2 separate regions of the Mus musculus genome follow, and region 2 is linked to region 1. Evidence: chromatin contacts called from public Hi-C data. All regions are on one chromosome and are shown on one strand. The core of a region is the stretch at or near the end of the contact, and the rest is flanking DNA. Distances in the headings are between cores, read along the strand shown.

Region 1 (3,952 bases), core at 949-3,448:
TAAATACATAATATAATTGATTCTGTTTTTGTTGGATTTTTTTAGAGCAGCTCTCCCAATATCTAGACTTGGTGGTGAGACAATAAAGGATTTTTAGACATCTGATATAGAGTTTAAATGTAACTTGGGTTCTCCAATGAGACCACTGCTAATCAGCTATCATTCCAACTCATTTTTAGCCATCACCTCTCAGAGTCTCACATTCCTTGTCCTTAAGCTGGAAACAACCTTTTGCTAGTTTGGTACAGCATTGTTCTAAGAATAAAGAAGTAACCTATTGAGACTTCATTTTGAATATTTTGTAAGTGTCGATTCACTTAAATAACCCAATAGACCCCATAGGAGCACGAGGCTCAGCTCAGTTTCAGTCGATACTGAAAGGTTAAAGACTAAAGACATTGCCCTTGCTTCTCTTGCCTCTCTTACTCTCATACTCTTGCCTCTTGCCCCTTGCTTCCCCTTTCCCCATTCCCTTCGCCCCCTCTTTCTATGTGGTCATGGCCAGCCTCTACTTCTCTACTCTCTCCTTCTCTTTGCCTTTCTCTGCTTCTACTACACTCTGAACTCCCCTCCCCATGCCCTGAATAAACTGTATTCTTTTTTTTTTCAATTTTTTATTAGGTATTTACTTCATTTACATTTCAAATGCTATCCCTAAAGTCCCCTATACCCTCCCCTGTCCTACACACCCACTCCCACTTCTTGGCCCTGGTGTTTCCCCTGTACTGGGGCATATAAAGTTTGTAAGACCAAGGGGCCTCTCTTCTCAATGATGGCCAACTAGGCTATCTTCTGCTACATATGCAGCTAGAGACATGAGCTCTGGGGGTACTGGTTAGTTCATATTGTTGTTCCACCTACAGGGTTGCAGATTCCTTTAGCTCCTTGGGTACTTTCTCTAGCTTCTCCACTGGGGGTCCTGTGTTCCATCCAATAGCTGACTGTGAGCATCCACTTCTGTGTTTGCCAGGCACTGGCTTAGCCTCACAAGAGACAGCTATATCAGGGTCCTTTCAGCAATATCTTGCTGACGTATGCAATAGCGTCTGCGTTTGGTGGCTGATTATGAGCTAACTGTATTCTATACTAAAAAAAAAAAAAAAAAAAAAAGACTAAAGACATTAATTGGAGGTCATAGGACAATTTAGCTGAGGAGCCTACATACAAGCCCAGGAAATCTGAACTTTATTCTAATGACCTAGCCTGGTACCTAGGACAGAATCAACCAAAGAAATGTGGCAAAGGATCTTTGTCATGTTTATGAACTGCAGGCCAGCTCTGTGCATGGATCTTTGCTGCCTTCAGCAGATCTGAAGCATGCCTAGTGGTTTTTATTAAAAGGAAGAGAGGTGCCTGGGAGGGACTCAGTAAAGGGGAAAACAATGCCTGCTACACCCCCACCCTCTAGGAGCTGGGTGCCTTGGCCACAGAGGAGACACTGATGCCTTCCAGGAGAACACAACTGAAGCAGTAACAACAACAAAGTGGCATGGGGAGAAAGAGCAGAAATCAAGACTTCAGTTTTCAGCTGTCACCTGTCTATCATAGGCTCTGAAACAAGGACAGCTGTCCTCTGAGGCATGGCAACGCCAGTGTGAGCTAGCTCTAGAATCCAGATGGAAAGAATAAAATACAAAGGAGAGAAGCCATGATGATCATGTGGCTTAGGCTAAACAAGGCGTTCCGGGTCCCACTTTGGTCCAGATTCTCTTCTCCAGGTGACTCACCATGTTTGGTTGGTCCAGTTCCTTGTTCAATGCAGAGACTGTGGTAGACAAGATCAGGGAACCAGGGTCCTCAGACCAGTTAGAATCCCATTCTGGCCTCAGTTTGTCCCATGTATAAAATCAGGAGGTCAATTAAATTTTAATACCTTTAACATCTTGAAAATCCCATGTGCCCTCGACTCACTTTACCCACAGCCATAAATCAATATCCTTGGGGCAAATGATTTCATTTAGGTCAAATGATTACTTGTACATATACAGGGGAGAAATAAAGACACCACACACACACACACACACACACACACACACACACACACACACCTCCTGAACCTCATGTTTATAGAGCCCACTCCCACCTCAGTCATACACAAAGCATCCAGACAGTCGAGCAGAGGCACAAACACCTGGACTCTCTAAGCTGCTCCTTCCCCCACCCACTCTCTTGATCCCGCCCCACAGCCCCCTTTCCAACTCCCCTGCTGGGTAGCCAAGAGGGCCTAGCCTTCCACTGTCTAGTTACCTAAGATGATGGGCTGGTGCCACCCAATGGTCAGGATCAGAAGTACACCCTTGGTTTCAAGACCCAAAGGGGATTGGAAAGGGTCCAGGGTCATTCAATCCATCATTCTCTGTGCAGTGAGGTTGTGTCCAGAGTTGCCCTAGATAGACCAGGCTGCCTATGGTCGTAAACCTTCTCAAAGGTCAGGGGATTGTCACTGACACTCTGGGAGACTTTGGGCCAGGCCAGAGCCTAAAAATATTGGGTGCAAACTGTGTGCTCAGCACCATTCTAGAAGCTTTATCTGCAGTCTCCTTTTGATCCTCACACCTGCTGCTTTGCAGGGCATGTATTACTGTCTCTATTTTAAATAACTACTACTAAGAGGGGTGACTCTGAGACACAACTCCAGCTCTGACTGGCAGTCACCTGGCCACCCTGGACTTAGTCTTCTCTACATCTTTGAATCTAATCATTCATTCATTCATCCATTCAGTAATTCAGTCAGTCAGTCAGTCATTCAGTCACTCACTCACTCACTCACTCACTCACTCATTCTTCCTGTGAATGTTATGGATAGGATCCATGTTAGAAAGAATTCAGAGGGGCACCAAGGTATGACTTTAAATAGCTTCTAGGCTTCAAGAGTCAATGAGTGTTGTGTCTTCCAGAGTCCTTAAATATATAACCTTAGAGGCTCTTCTTTGTCAAGTTGTATGTAAGTACAAATGGTAAAAATGAAGCCCTAGCCTAGAGTGGAAGGCAGCCAGCACATAGAGGAGAGCAGCCAATGTGCTTGAGCAAAGACTCTTCAGTCCACATTCTTCTAATCTAGGACTGCCCCAATGTGAGCCCAAACACAGTCAAGGAAAGAGTGAAAAAAAACTGTGGTAATTGGTTTCAAAGGACTCTGTTTGTGTCACAGGTGAGAGCCAGGAGCAGAGAGGCACTTCAAGTGCAGAGAAACTCGGTATGTCCTGCCATTCTGACATCTCCAGCCTCTCTCCACAGCCCAACTCCAACCTTTGTCCCTACTCAACTGCTTCTCCACCTGCATCCTCACAGAGTCCTACTTCCCAAGCTCCAAACAGCCCACAATTCACTAGCTCCTGATCTTTGCTTATTTTGATTAATGCATAGGAATAGAATAATAGAATCATAGTATGTGAAATACCAGAAAAAAATCACCCAGTCCAAAGTGTGTGGATAAGTAAGAGACCTAGGTAAGAAGATTGATCCAAGATCACATGGCCAGCATATGTTATGGTATAGCACCATACAATGTAGCCTGTAAAATAACTGGGTGCAGAGTTCACACTGCCCTTTCCAGGATCACTTTCTCCCTTTCCTCTTCATCACCATCCTTGTGAAATCAGACAGTGATGGAGGTCTGCATCAATCAATTCTAAGTCATCTTTTCACATTCCCATTCCTTTCCAGTTTCCCAGCCCAAGTATAACTGTCCTTGAAGACAGAAAACACCTTTACTTTCTTATAAAGTCTTAATTCTAGCACAATGATGATTTAATTCTAGCATGCAAATTAATAAAGGCTTAGTTCTATCATGTACATATCAATATTGGGTGGGTAGCCGGAGGTATAGATGAATGGAAGAAAGGGAGAAGGGGGAGAGTGAAGGGAAGGAGAATTCTGAGGTCTGTAGCTTCATTTACTTAGCTTCTGTTCCCAAGTGCCCCAATTACAACCTTGCCAAAGAGGTAATCAG
Region 2 (3,952 bases), core at 1,048-3,547, 740 kb before region 1:
ATTTAGTGGGGGAAAAAGCCTCTGTCTCAATCCATGAGACGGGTTTCCTGTGTGTTGCGCCTGAGGTCATTCCTAAGAGCACAATTGCTGCATTTATTAAACTTTTTATTTACTGAGGAGTGGATGGGAACATATGGGAGCCATGACAATAGCCGACTGAGGAGAAAACAAAGCAATTCCAGTGTTCTGCTGTTTTGAAAAAAGTCATTCAGGATTTGCTCCTATTGGTTCAGCTGTTGTAACCAAAGCCTGATAAGATAATAGAGGGCTTTGTGTTGTTGGATTTTTTTCTGAAATCCTTTATCTTTATGATGTACTGGGGCCCTTAGAGTAGAAAGCTTTTTACATTGCTGTTGGATTCAGGGCTCAATTATCTGCTGGTACCTTGGGACAGGGGTCCTTTCTCAGGCAGTCATCACAAAGTAACTTTTATCAAGGAATCTTCTGGTGTGTTGTGGGTCTCCTTAGCTCACCCGGTTTATTTTTTGTTGACTTTTTGATGCCCTATTTTGTGACATTTAAAAGAAGATTCCATCAAAAAAGGCCAGGGCTAAATGATGTACTGGGCTTGTGAAGTAGCAACATCACAGCCCATCTGATGTGTGCAGGGCTGAAGCGGGAGAGGCAGCAGCTTGACCAGGTTACCCCAGGGCAGGAGGGATCAAATGAGGCTTTCTTTTATGATTGGCATTGTATTTTTAGCTTTCTTCTCAAACAGTGTCCATTTTAAAACAATTAGACCTGACCTGAAAATTGACTCGTAAAAGCTTTTCTTTTCAACTGAATTTAAAATCTTTCTGGATTGTTGGCTGAGGTCCTGGATTGGTGTCACTTTGAAATGACTGTTAAGTGTTTTAATCCTTCTAGGACTGATGTGGAAAAGTCTGTCCTCATTGGAACTCCACTCCAGCGGCTCTGCCTGCTCTCTCTCCATCACACCAGGAGCAGGCATTTGTAGCTGCAGAGTCTTGTAGTTTCACTGTGACCTTCTATCAAGTCTGTTAAAGTAACTGGCACAGGATCTAATGAAAAAGGCTGGTTAGCTGTTGTTTCATGTTGTAGCCCCTCAGACTTGCGTTAGATGCGGCCGCTTGCCCTTGGCTTTATTTGACTTGGTAAATATTACTTTAACAACATAATCCCTCATTTCATTAGAAAGGAAAAACATACAGGGAAATGCACAGAATTTAATTTAGTGCTCGCTCTCTCTCTCCTCTCCCCCTCTCTTCTTTCTCTCTCCTGTGTCTGTCTTTTTCTATCACCCACCCCCTTGGCCTTTCAGCTACCTTTTCTCTCTCCTTCCCTCTGACCTCCCTCCCTGTTCTCTTTAAGTGTCTCCTTCTGTCTCCCACTTGACTGCTGTGCACATTTCTTATTTTCTTCTAAAAATGTAGCCCTCAGGAGAGTAGTGTTCAACTTTGCAACTAAGTGCTGAGGGGGTTATCTACAAAGATTCCTGTGCTCTACAAGTCATGGGTGTGGAGCTATTTGAAAAGAACTGAGGCCAGTCCACACGCAAAGTGCCCAACCCTGCTGTGCATGGCTCTGCCCCGGAGCCTGCCTTTGCCTCCTAGTGCCCAGCTCTCTTTCTAGTGCCACCAATTGTAATCATATGGATTTGTAGGGGCAAAATTAGCTGGCAGATTATGGTGCTAACTTTTATGAACTGATGTGGGGGAAAGAACTTTAAATTAACCTTAAATATGACTTTTGATTTCTATTTTAAGCCAAAAAAATAAATTAACTGTTCCACATAGATTCTTATATATTTTGTATTTTTCCCTTTGGTGTTGAGTCTGAAGAGAGGTTTGTAAAAGTTAAAAAAGAAATTATCAATAGGTTAGAGGGGTGATTCTGAACTGTTATAATAAAAGATGGTATTTGAAAACTTTTGATGAGGGAAATTGCCACCATATTTACATTTAAAAAAGTGTTTCCTTATTTACACACTATTGACTTCCTATTGAGGCTCAAAATTTTAACTACAACTGGTAAAGAATTCAGTGGATCAAATTCAGTAAATCTGAAGTCACTGGAATAAAGGCCCCTCAGGGGGGGAAAAAAAACGTGTCAATTTTAAAGGTCTTTCCTAACTGAAGACCATTTTGTGATAGAGCCAAAGGTTAATAAAATCAGTAGTGAATGTAGCAATTTTACAGATAAGCTATTCACAACAAGTGTAGTTACTTGAATAAAAAGCTAATTCAGTTCTAAAATGCCACATGCAGTAGCAGTGAATAGCTGCTTTTAGGTGCTTTCCAGAGGAGGGTAAAGTACAGAATCGCAGCACTCTTCTCTCGCCGCGTCCCCGGCCGCCTGTAAATCGCTGTGAATGGGGCTGTGGGCTGACAGGCTCTATTAAGACAAACTGCCTTTCTCATCGGAGAGATAAAATAAATCAGGTGTTTAGTCAAATTAAAATACTTCAGCTGGAGCAGGCCCCGGGGAGCACTGATCCACCTTACTAATCCGAGAGAAACTCAAGACAGATGTGGTTTGGGGATAAAGATGACCCCATGGAAGAAAAAAGGAAAGAAAGAAAAAAGAAAGGAAAAGCCGAGCTGCAGCTGGCAGCTCGGTCTCTGCAGTTGGAGGATAGATACAGTGTTGCAGTTGGAGGATAGATACAGCTTACCGTGGAGGAGCAAGCGTCAGGCACACACACCCTGTGTGTGCCACACAGGAAAGGCAGGCGCACTGACTTGGAGAAAAGCTGTGTACTGAAGCTTTTTACTGGCTCCCTTTCTGTGGTTTATGAAGCTACCTCTGGCTTTCAGTGGAAGGCAGAAGAGGCTATTTTCTGGCAGTGCGTCTGAGAGAGTCATTTTAAGATAGTCTAAAGATGTCAAACAGATGACGCTAGGCAACCGATGACCTCTGCTGGCCCGCTGAGATGGGGCTTATCCCAGGTTCCTATCTTATTTATTTACTTATTTATTTACTCTAAGTTGATTTGGTCAAATCTCAAAACATGACTTAGGGTAAGATTTCCCCCACATATTCTTAAGTTAGTTGAAGAAGCATCTTATAACCCCCTGCTTCTCTAACACTCCCTGGTTGTACTTAGGAGTCCTGTATGCCCCTTTGGCTGCCTCTTCTTTCAGCCATCTTGAGCATTCTAGTTTCTCCGTAATAGTGGAATCTCGCGGTTCAACGAAACATGTCTGAGAATGAAGTAATCTGGGTTCTCAGGTTGTTTGGATCACTGACTCACACTTGATACTATTTTTATTACAGCAGGGTAGATAAATACTTCATCAATTTAAACAGAAAAATCTATTAGTATATGTTCAAATATTGATATTTAAATTCATTGTGCCAAATGTATACAATGGGTATGGAACAGAAAAGTCACCTCCCCAACCTATGCATTTAGAGAACATACATGATTGTATTGTTTGAATGTACTACTCACTGATCTGAACCCAAGAGATGGCTACACATAGGATTTCTCATTCTAAAGGAATTTTACATGTCACCCAGCGCCACTTATTGTGACTCATAGCTGTACAAACTGTTAATTATCTATGTCATCCAGCTATCACGTACTGCCCATCATTTAGATCTATTTAACTATCATTTATCATCTAGCTACCTATCACCTACAATCTATATCTGACTAGCTATGTATCATTTATTATGTACCATCTGTCTACATATATGCCTATCAATCACCTATCAATTATCTATCATCCATCTATCTATATTATACCTTTTCTATTACATCAATCGACTATAAATTATCTATCACCTATCATTGGATCAATTGATATATGGATAAACTTTACTTAAGTTTAAGGGAAAAAAATTGACTTTTTTTAGTGACAATGTTATATGAGTACCTAAAACCTTAACTTACAAATACTACTGTTACCTTGTTTTATTTTCCTTAAAAACATGGCTAAGTCCAATGGAAGAGTTTTAAAATCACTTTTACTGTTTACAATCCAAC

What was found. A called contact is a pair of places that touch in the nucleus more often than the background predicts.
Region 2: a Hi-C map of the N1E-115 cell line shows a contact between it and region 1, with 5 times the contacts expected there. The contact joins two enhancer-like sites. A contact is called at or near these places in 2 of 484 Hi-C or Micro-C datasets (the N1E-115 cell line and stem cell-derived neural stem cells) and 2 of 115 datasets of contacts at active chromatin or transcription factors (oligodendrocyte precursor cells and stem cell-derived neural progenitor cells).

What each region holds. Positions count from the first base shown.
Region 1 is chr7:114,920,682-114,924,633 of GRCm38.p6, reverse strand. No RefSeq gene overlaps it. Among named protein-coding and RNA genes, the nearest start is that of A730082K24Rik, 26 kb to the left of the region's middle. Within about 2 kb of position 2,198, at least 18 of the 459 cell types and tissues checked have an H3K27ac peak or open chromatin away from gene starts, as enhancers often do. A contact at or near this core is called in the N1E-115 cell line, where this site is marked.
Region 2 is chr7:115,665,611-115,669,562 of GRCm38.p6, reverse strand. The region is part of intron 5 of Sox6 (SRY (sex determining region Y)-box 6); the gene reads left to right. Among named protein-coding and RNA genes, the nearest start is that of Gm51455, 170 kb to the right of the region's middle. Within about 2 kb of position 2,297, at least 56 of the 459 cell types and tissues checked have an H3K27ac peak or open chromatin away from gene starts, as enhancers often do. A contact at or near this core is called in the N1E-115 cell line, where this site is marked.